Regions from separate parts of the Oryzias latipes genome. Here region 2 is linked to region 1. Evidence: chromatin contacts called from public Hi-C data. All regions are on one chromosome and are shown on one strand. The core of a region is the stretch at or near the end of the contact, and the rest is flanking DNA. Distances in the headings are between cores, read along the strand shown.

The links. A called contact is a pair of places that touch in the nucleus more often than the background predicts.
Region 2: a Hi-C map of embryo shows a contact between it and region 1, with 2.5 times the contacts expected there. The contact joins the promoter of LOC101170160 here to the promoter of LOC101169670 in region 1. A contact is called at or near these places in 3 of 5 Hi-C or Micro-C datasets (embryo and fibroblasts).

The regions. Positions count from the first base shown.
Region 1 is chr2:18,343,322-18,348,774 of ASM223467v1, reverse strand. LOC101169670 (vasoactive intestinal polypeptide receptor) reads left to right here and starts at 3,784. Exons shown (of 13, transcript XM_020708790.2): 1 at 3,784-3,869; 2 at 4,905-5,004; 3 at 5,347-5,453. The coding sequence starts at 4,965. It overlaps cfap221 (cilia- and flagella-associated protein 221), which reads right to left and starts at 4,242. Exons shown (of 25, transcript XM_023965578.1): 1 at 4,099-4,242; 2 at 3,657-3,802; 3 at 3,471-3,571; 4 at 1,604-1,690; 5 at 1,419-1,514; 6 at 1,185-1,285; 7 at 962-1,065. The coding sequence starts at 3,777.
Region 2 is chr2:18,618,479-18,624,131 of ASM223467v1, reverse strand. LOC101170160 (gamma-aminobutyric acid receptor subunit gamma-3) reads left to right here and starts at 3,983. Exons shown (of 11, transcript XM_023965629.1): 1 at 3,983-4,108; 2 at 4,204-4,603; 3 at 4,760-4,914. The coding sequence starts at 4,557.

The DNA.
Region 1 (5,453 bases), core at 2,535-5,034:
AGGAAACAACAAGAAAAGTGCTTTGTATTTACGATATGTTTACTATTATGATCAAAATAAATGACTACTGCGCTTTTGGCATGAATAAAACATCAAGAGAACATTAGTCATTTATTTTTAAATATTAAATAGTTTATAACTTTTTTTTTTTTTTACTTTAAGGCACACTTTAATTATTTGATTATTTTTAAAACAGACAGTCCCTCTCATTATCTGGTGCACCGCATCGTTGGGCTCAAAGGGGTTTTTTTGTGGTACATGGCGCTCAAAAATCCATCCAATTGTTTTGGTACGACTTTGGTCAATTGCAAAGCTGCACACTTTGATGGAATGTCGGAGCGCTAGCGTAGTCAGGAGCCTGGTGAAATAATACTTTTTTTTGTTGTTTCGCTTATTGCGCAAAAAATACAGTGTACTTTTTTCAAATAATTTGTTGTATGTCTTTGGTTGAAGAAAATGAAAAACAGAGGCGTATAGGTGTGTCTGGGGTTTCCGACCCCTGCTCTAGTTCCTCTGAGGCGGTTGCCTCCTAAACACAAACTACTCCACAAAAAAGTTTCCAGATCATCGTTGGAGAGTGAGGCTCTGCTCTTTTAAAAGGAGGAAGGCTTTTTCTGAGGCGACAACTTCCTTTGTGTCTCTTTGTCTCGTTCCAGGAAAAACGCCAGCTGTGATCCAGATCCCGAGCCCCTTTCCGGCATCTGTTTTGATGCCTTCCAGACCGGGAATGCTGCTTTTTGTCACCGTGAGGAAATCAGACGCATTCTTCACTCCAGCCCCCATTAGGACTTATGTAACGCACAACACAGGGCAGAGGTTGTGAGGAAGCCTTACGCGAGCGCCGGGCTTTCTGCTTGTCTAATCAGGTCCTTCCAATTCACAAATAAATTCCCTCAACACTCGTGCTTTTGTTGACATCCATACTCTCATCATGCATTCTTATGGAAGGTTCAAACGGCACCTGCGAGAGGCTGGACGGAGAAAGCCTCGTGTGACTGGATGAGCAACACCTGGAACTCGAAATCGACGGGACAGCGGCATCTCAGAGGAATGACACGCTGAACGCTGAGGACAAAAGAGAGAAAAAAGATGCGTTTTTTATGCACGGAGGGAGGCTCAGGCGTGAAGAACACAAAGAGACAGATGCGACTCTGGGCGTTTGAGGATCTCCAAACCCGACACACCTCTGTCCGAGCGGTACGGCTGCCAGGTCGATGTGGGCGGGGATGTGCAGGTCGTCGATGACAGGGTATGCGTGAACTGGAATTAACAGGTTCTCTTCCCCCTTGGAGGGTTGAATGCCCATAAAAGATTTTTAGAAAAACAACACACAAGTGAAAACACATCTGATGCAAACATTTCTAATTCCTTCAGGTAAAGCGGATCATTCCCAGTGCATGAAAACTGCGGGACCGTACCTCACAGCAGACATGGATGCAGTCATAGAAGTACCGCCACTCGTCCGGACAAAACGCGACCTTCAGGGTGTAGGCGAGCCCGGGGATGAGTCGATACTTGATAGACAGAGACAGCTGAGTCATGAGAGGCAGCCCTGAGTGCGCTTAACCACCAGTGGAGTCAAAAAACAACAAAAACCAATCACCTTTTTGGTGAAAGTTGTCTGGAAGTGCTCGGTGAGTGTCGGAACGATGTGAATCCTCAGGGCCTCTGATGAGACGTTGATGAGTTTCTGGTGAGGTGGGGGGAGAAGGAGAAGCGGTTACCTTGATCACATCGGTTGGCACTTGAAGGACCCGTTTCCATGGTCGCAGGGTTTCTATCCAGCCCAGTCAAATCTGCCCCTAAACGGAAGTTGAATAGGGGCTGTACGGTGGTGTGGCGGTTAGCACCTCCCCCGTGAGAAGGCCCTGGTTTGAGTTCCGGATGTGTCCCTTCTATGTGGACTTTGGATGCATGGAGTGGCGATGGTAGTTAACCCCCTCTTGACGCACCCCTGCTCTCCCCCGTCAACCAGCATCCCCCCTGGTCAGAGCTGCACTTGACAAAAGCTTTTATCAAAATGGCGGCTTTTCTTTTGGTTCTATCTCCATAGCAACTATACTATTTTTTTTGGTCACCTGGGGGTGACGAACAGGTCTATCTCATTTTTAGAAGAATTGGCAAAAGTAATTTTTTTTTTTAATTTCTGTGGCAACTGGTGTTTTTTTTTTATTAACCGCACACAACATTCCTATCACGTTCATATACATTGTTCCGTTGAGCTTGGACTAAGGATTCATGTATCACATTTTGACAATGTTTTCGGTCAAAAATATGCAAGGATCATTGGAACGCCACTAACACTCAACGATCAAAACCTACAAAACGTTTTTTGTTTTTTTTTAACAGCTGTCCAATGAGGCTTGAGGACTTGGGGGGGGGGGGGGGGGGGGGGGGGGGTAGATGGAAATCCAGTGGAGGAGTTTAAATTTCTTGCTGGTCCTGACGGGGATTTTTTTTTATTTTTAATTCCAAATGGCGCCTTCTTCCTGAGCTCAAAGGACGATGAAACTTCAGTTGAGGTCAAATTTTGTGAAGATTGTGCAAACAGGTGTTTTTTTTTGCCATATTGTGGAAAAATGGCTGCAAGTCCTGTGGCCATCCCATAATAATTTTAAAACTTCCTTTGAATATCTCAGACATGTGTGTTTTGAATTTATTTCTGAGCCCCATAAGAGATTGTGGGCCCATTCATTTTTTGTTAAGGTTTCTCCGGCTGTGATGTCATAATTCTTTTGAGTAAGGGGGAGGGGTCATTGAGTTTGCAAAAATTAATTCCCACCGTCTGCGAATTCTGACATGACTTACTCCGATTTGTAATGTTAAATTCTATTTTTTGATTTTATCTTATTAATTGCTACATTTGTTTGCTATTTTTAGGTCATGTCGATTTGTATACTTGTAAAGTACTTTGTGTTGTTGACATAAAAAGTGCCACACAATAAAACTGAGTGTAAATAAATGAGATTAAGTCAACATAAAGGAATAAAAAACAAGGTTAGTAGTGGATCATATTTAAAACAATAAATGTGTATCCTTGTTCTGGAAATGCTGCTTTATGACTCACAATGTAGATTAGAAGTTACTGAATTATTTTTTTTATCCTTTAGTGAGAAAATTATTAATATTTGATGTAAAATGGGCAAACAAACAATATGTGCATTTCATAAGGGTTTAAATGTTAACGTGTGGCGTTTAAGCATTAACCATTTAGAGGACATTTATGCTCAAATTATTAAAACTATCCTGTCATCTCTAGGTCTTTATTTGGACTTGAAGTAAAAAATTTCTATTTTATAACATCAAAACATTGTTTTTTATATAATCTTTCTCAATCTATTCATGTTTTAATCTTTTTCAGATCTGGATTTAATGTTTTACATGTAAAAGCATGTGAAATATTTGAATGGCCCCCGTTTTTTTTTGTTTTTTTTACAAAGCTTTAAATTTAACAAAAATAAATTTTGTACCAGAGTTTTCTGATAATGTTTGTTCAGCTGAAAGCCACTGAAATGAAGTTCTGGCGGTTCTGCTTGGACCTGGCTGTTGCGTTTTGGGTTGGCAACAGTCTCTACAAAGACAAAGAACCAAGAATTAGGCAGAAAGGCGGAAAAAAAAAAAGAGGAAAAAAATGAGGCTTTTCAAGGCGTTTTTACTGGATTCCAGCAGCTGCCTGGGCGTTTTCCGGCTCTCCTCCACCAGCTGTCTCAGGGGCAGGGGCCTCGCTGTCCTGGGGGTCTCAGGGAGCATCTGGAGCCCAGAAAAAGCCACATCCATCCTGAAGGAAGGTCAACTCCAGCTCCTTGTGAGGAGGATGAAGGAGGGAAAGTTTGCAGCATCAAAACTCATGGTGTCTACATACAGAACAGGTAATTTTGAGACCTTTTAGCTGACTCACGGGGAAATTTAATAATTATTTTATTGCACTTTCAGCTAAAATTCAGCTCCAAAACCCCCTTAGAAAACCCATTTCAACAAAAAATAGCTAGCATAGAGGCTAACAAATTAGACTTTAGCTATTAGTTAACTTGACTTCACAAACACAAACTTTGTCCACATTTACCCATAAAACGTTTTAACCTTCCATTTATGACTTACTTTTATTAAAGATGAACGGTCGCTTTATTTATTTATCTGTTTGTATTCTGGCACGAGCGCTTCATTTCGTTGTGTTGTTTATTCACCGGTGAACGACACACGACGGGGCGAGGGGGGGGTCTTCTTGTTACCATGGCGACCCAAATGACAAAGAAGAGCGGGAACACGTTTCAAAGGAAGAACGCGATTGGCTACCCGCTCCCTCAATCAAACTGCCGTCAGCACTCCAGCCACAAGGCCCGACGATGTGCAGTACGCCTTCAAAATATTTGAAACACAACAACTATTACATGTTTTAAGCTACCCTCTTTATTAAGAAAATACATATATTCAATCTTTTACAAGTGTTTTTGAAGATCTTGTCAATCAAAAATATATTTACGGGTTGTGTTTATAGCTGTCGGCGGGTCACGATTTTATTTTGAAATTCTTGACAGGAACTTGTCATCTGATGAAAGACAATTTTATGGCAGAGTTGTTGAGATTGTCCTGCAGATACACGGGATGATTACTGACACACACAAGTTTGATTTTCATGGTTCATGTATCCTCCGGAGGACAGGATGGTTGATCTAGCCTGTGTTTAGTTTTTTTTAAGGATTTATTAGCCCATCTCCAGGAAACTTTTACCTTTTGGAAATGATGGAAAAAGTTGGGATCCTGGGAGTGTTGCTATTGACCCCTGTGAGAACTGTTTCTTCTTACATCTGTATGGTACTAAGTAGAGCTAAATCTAAACATGAATTGGCCTCATTTTTATTTTGAAATTCTTTTTTTTATTTGTATTTTCTGTGTTACTTTTGCAGGCAAAGTCTTTCCTTGACTGTCATCCTAATGTCAAACTTGTTAAAGAAGAGGAAGACTGCATGAGGAATCTGCTGTTTCATAAGTCACTCAAATCAACAGGTATGTTTTTACATTAACGCGATTTTTAAAAGTATTTTCAATAATAATCATATATATATATATACAAAAAAGGTATTTTCTGTCTTTTTAGCATCTAAAAAAAGCTGATATTAAGGGTTGGAAAAACTTTGAAAGCAGTGTTTTAGTGACATCTAGTGGCTACATCGAAAAGTGCACCGACAAAAGCTACAGATAAATAGTGTATATTTTTTTAACTTTTTTTGGTCATTATTGATATTATCAATTAAATATTTTCCATCCATGTATGCACTTTTTCCGTCTGTGTATTTAAGCTACTATTTTAACAGTTTAACTTGTTATTTTCACGTTCTTTCTCTTAAGAAAACATCAGCGTGCAATGCAGCGGGATGTGGGACAACTTGACCTGTTGGCCTGCTGCTCCCCTCGGCGAAACCGTCTCTAAACTGTGTCCTGAGTTCTTCCATTCT
Region 2 (5,653 bases), core at 2,734-5,233, 280 kb before region 1:
GACATCAGAGAATGAGCTGGATGCAAACCAGCAACCTCCAGCTACAGAGCATCTGTTCCTTCAGCCCATCTGAGCTCATTTCTTTACATCTGGAATTATAAATGTGACGGGCATCTTGGATAATTGTTTTTGTTTTTTTTGTTTTTGTGGGGGGGGGGATGCCAGAATGTAAAATAAAATCTTGTGCAATTAAAAAAGTTATTACATCATTTACAAGAGATTTTTCTTTATGTTTTTTGCTTTTACTGTTGTTTACATTTGTTGTTACATTTATTTATTCATTAACCAACATTTGTTTTATTATTGCTGCTGTAGTTTTCTTTGAGTTACATGACTTTCCTAAATTATTTTATTTTGAAAAATTTGAGATCCATGTGGTTTTTTTGCTTTAACTGTAGTTTATTTTTTGTTACCTTTTTAAATTATTTATTCATTATTTTAATAAACATTTGTTTTCTTATACCTGCTCTGGTTTTCTTTAAGTTGTAAGATAATACTTGACAAAAAAATTCTTGTTAAAAGTCTAAGATTTTTGTTTTTGCTGCTTTTTTTAAATTATTTGCTTTTAACCAACATTTACTTGATTATTCCTCTTCTGGTTCCCTTTAAGTTGCAAGATTTTACTAAAAACGTTTCTATATGATTTTTATTTTTTAACGGTTTTACATTTTTTAACCTCTTTATGGTTGCTATTATTTTGTTTCCAACCGACGTTTGTTTTATTATTCTTGCTCTGGAGGGTATTCCAGGAAGCATGTTTAAACTAGCCTGACTTTGAGCCTGAACTCTGGCTGAAATCCGCCTGAACTTGCTTACTCTGGGTATGTCGGTTCCAAAAGACCGGATATGAGTTGGTGTAATTACGCTCGACTTCGTAAACCTGGGTTAACGCACGGTACATAAAGATTAATAGATCTCAATAGATCGCCGATTTCTGGAGTCACCATGGAAACGCGTGGAGAAAAAAAAAGAAAGCGCGACACTTGAGACGGAAGTGAGACGGAGTCTGAAATTTTAATGACGGCGGTTAAAAATTATAAGTCCATTAAAAAAGTAACACGGCTGAAAAATAATTTAAATAATTTAGTTAAATTTATTCAAACGCAATAATTGTTTATACAGCTCAAATTTACGTATTTATCTAACTAAATGACACATTACTCCATTAATCTTTTTTCCATCTTAATTACTTATATTTCTTGAACTTTCATATGTCTAAGTTTGAGCCGGGCAGATATGCTCATTTTTACAACAATAAAAAGAACGGAAAAAAATGCACCGAGTGCAAAAACTCACTGAAGATTTTTCCGTCACTGTCAAAACAGTACTAAGCGGTAGGGGTGCTATATAAACTCATCATCCTATCCTTTACTCTCACTCATGGTGCAGAGACGTAAGCATAGTAGGACAAAATAGCTCGGCCAAACACGGTGAAACACAGTAAAACAGCTATACAACTAAACACATTTTGTAAAAAACCTACACTTAAACCCAAATCCGTCCAGACAGGCAAAGGGAATGATATCCCAGAATCCCTTGCGGTGCCGATCTAACAGCAGCATCAAAGTTACACCTACTTAATTTAATTAATTTGAACGAAAGGAAAATAACTGTCTGAAAACTACGTGTTATTTTCAACAAAAAAATTTCTAACAAAAACAATGATTTATCTTAACTGAAGCAAATAATTACGTTACATCAAAGTAAAAAAGTTTATCTTTCCAACATCCATATGTGGTCTTATCACGCTCTCATGGTGGAAAAAGTATTATCTGAGCTTTTTCATCCACTAAATCATCTTCAAATGGACACGCCATGCTGCTTCACCTCTCTGTAAACAAAGTAACCTTCAACTAAACCTGCTCCGGACCAGGTTATGTTCAGAGCATGAGTTGCCATGGTAACATGACCTACCCTGAAACATACCTCCATTTCTGGAACCGAAAGCTGAGGTTATCAACTTTCTTAGCCTCAAACTTATCGTGGGAGCTAGCATAACCTGCTTTCTGGAATACCCCCTGGTTTTATTCAAGTTGCACGATTTTTCTGAATAATTTTCTTTTGAAAAGTTTCGAGTTGAATGACAGCCTTTTATTTTGAAACTCTGTAGGCCAATACTTAGCTAACGATAAGAAGAAACAATAATTGTGAAATGATACAAATCAAATATTTAAAAAAAAAAAAATCCTAAAAAGGATAAGCAGCACAGAAATCTAAAGCTAAAGAAAAATATAAAATCTTGGGTTTTCTTTATTTTGTCCTTTTGCCTAAATTTATAATAAATCTATTTCCAGGTTGTATTTGTTTTCTAAGACCTCTGAACATCCCAAATTGTGCAACAATGGAGGTGTTGTCCTCCTCTGAAGACCTGAAGCAGCAGCTGTTTTCCTGGCAGCCCAGAGCCTCTCCAGAACGCTGAAGCTGCAGGACCGCTTCAGTTTCTGACGAAGAGGCAGCCGCCCGCCTTTCTTCAGCCTTCACTGTGACGGCCTGATCTGCCACACATCTGTTAGAACAGGGATTTAGCTCTGCTTAAGTTGCTCTTCCCTCCCCAGTCAGGAGGTCCCTCACAGCAAAGTGCTTCCCCTCCAGTGTAAGCTGCTGCGGCCTGATGACAAACACTTGTTTTTCTCGCCGCCGACTCTGGCCAGCGTGCATCAGCGCCGACCTTAGGATTGATTATGTGCAGTTTATCATATCCACAGCCAAGCAAACGGAAGTGTGGAAGTGCCAGACGAGGGGATGAAATTCCAACCTCTGCTTGTGGAAACATTTGGTCTTTACCAAAATACCTCAGTAAGTGAAGATCAGTCATCCATACATCCTTTCATTTATATTACAGATGTATTAGTGTACATCCCAGGAATGAGGCTGAGGTCCTAACTTTCCACAGAGATGTCATTTCCTCACGTAAAATTTTGTAAAGATTTCATTTCTTTCTGTTTTTAGGCCTATACACGACAACAATATTCAATCCAACCCCTTCATTATTTAACTGAACATTTAAAAATAAGTTGAAATGATCAATTAAGCATAGGAACAATAGAGAAAACTGGAATAAAAACAGAAGTGCAACACAAACGCTTTCATCAGGAACAGCTGTGGTGAGTCCAATTAAAACCAGGTGGGAGAAATAATCAGTTCTGCAGCACCAATCTGTGACGTATAAACAGAAGTGTAGTTACGAACCTGCTAAACCTTCATGCTTTTAGTTAGAATTTCACATTTATCACAAGTCAGAGCCTTGTTTTTTTTTCATATAAAAGTAAAATACATTTTAAAGATAATTCTTCCTATGTAAGTAAGCAGAAAAAGAGGAGAATCCCCTCATGAGTTCTGCCCCTTATGTGTATCTGGAATTTAAAAGTTCAAAAACATTATAATATTCTGCATAATAAAACTAAAAAGTTGCACAAACAGTGCATTTTATTTATTTTTTCATTTTAATTCACACTCAAGCTGGTACAGAATATTAAATTTAGTTTAGTTATTTATTATAAGAAAATATATTCTTTATTGATCCCATGTTGGGGAAATTCAATTGTTACAGCAGTTCAGTGCAAAATAGAGAAAAAAGAAGAACAACGGCAATGTGCAAAAAGAATAAAAGCGTATTTAAAATGTGCAAAAATGCAAAAGTAATCACATTTAACAACAAGTAGAATCTACACCTATATACACTATTACGACATAACGTATGTTAGACGTAAAATCAAATTAAATGAAGTAAAAGAGAGAATATTCGGATGGGCCATGGATGCATGATTTTATGCATTATTTTATGAAAACAAGTCAAAATTAAACATAAAATGAAGTCCCAGAGTAGGCTTTAATTTTACGGTGAAAGTAACATAAATGGCTGAGTATTTAATAAAAAATATCAATAATATTTGCTTTCAGGTGTACTATGAGATGGTTGTTCCCTTCCTCCGACACCAGGGGGCGGCAGAGCTCCTAAACTCGCTCGGTGAGGTGAGGTCTGAACCACCGAATCAAACTAAATTCTGAACTTCGGGGCTGAACAGCAGCCATGCGCAGAGACATACGGTTGAAACAGCGGAGAATCAAAGTTTGGGAGGAAGCTTTGGCCACAAACAGCGGATTCCAGGTAAATAGTTGCGCCGCTAATTGCACTTTTCGGGTGTGAGTCAGAGAGGGTGCTCCCCTACTCAAGGCCCCCCCACCCACCCCTATTGCCCACAGAGAAGAGGCGGAGGGAGACGCCGCTGGATCCACCCCCCCCCCCCCCCCTCCCTCAAAGTTCTCCTCCGCCGGACTCCTCACTGATTGATCGTCGGGAGCCTCCCGGAGGAAGCCCTCCTGCGTGGAGCGCGCGGGGGGGAGGGGGGGAGGAGAGGAGAGGAGAGGAGAGGAGCAGGCAGACCGCTCCGTGTTTGTGCGGGTCGCACATGACGCGCGGGAGAAGGCGCGTGGGCGGATGAGGAAGTTCAGATTGATGGCTCTACTGTAAACGGCGCTCGCACGCGGCAAGGGCGCGCGCGCAGGCTCACTGTCCAGAAGTTTCCTGTGAGCTGAGGTGGTCCGCGCGCGGTAAAATGACAATCAAGCTAGTGGTCACACTGCTCCTCGCGCTCCGTGCTCGGTGAGTTTGTCTTGATAAATTAAGATGTTTATTTAAGAAAAAAACAACAACCATGAACAATTTTTATTAATATTCTTGAAGGTAAATTGAAACAGTAGGTGATGTTGAACAAAAAAAAATGTTAAAGTTTTGAAGGATTTTACCCTTTAATTTCAGTTGTGATTTATTGGAATATGGCGACGATGATGAAGATCTCCACGACTCCACCGTCAGTCAGATGCTGGTCCCCAGGTCGCACCAGGAGGACGCCACTCTGATCCTCAACAACCTGCTGAGGGAGTACGACAAGACTCTGCGGCCAGACATAGGAGGTAAGGGGACCAGACCCCCCCCCCCGGACAAATAAATGCTGCTGGGGGGGGGGGGTTTGGTGCTGAATTCATCATCAAAGCTGTTCTCTAAGTGAAGGCTGATTTTTGTTTGCTTGTTATTGTTGTCATAATCCAGGCTTATTATTAAGGTAATATTGTTTTTTTTTAGTCCCACATGGGGGGAGAAATTTGACACCACCCAGCTATAGATTTGACAACAAGCGTGAAGTATTAAAAAGATATATAAGGTCGAATGATAGGGAGAAGCAATTTCTGGTCTATTTTAACCCATCGTTTCTCTTTCTTGGTTATTTTTTTAGTCTTTTATTTTTGATAGTGTTTGTGCTGTTTCAGTCCTCCCTTGATTGCACCCACTTTCATTCCTGGGTCACTCGCCGTGCAATCAGAGATCAGAGCTTCTCCGAAGGCACAAAGTTGTCTTTCGGCGAGGCCTCTAATCAAAAAGCTGCTTTTTGACGCTGGAGAGTCGTCGCCGGTGGTCTGCACAAGCTCCAGGGGCTGAGCGAGCATTCTGGGGGGTGTTAGGGAAGGAATGAGGGCAGTTTTTGCAGGGTGGGGCAGGGCTGCATTTTCATGATCTTATTCTGGAAAGAAACAGACTTTCCCCCTCAGCACTCTGTTTTCTTAATCACTTTCTGTGCTGGCAATGCTCATTATGCTTCTTCAAATCAGCAGTCTCATCCATTTGTTGGCTCTTCTGTTGACTCTTGCAGTTTGC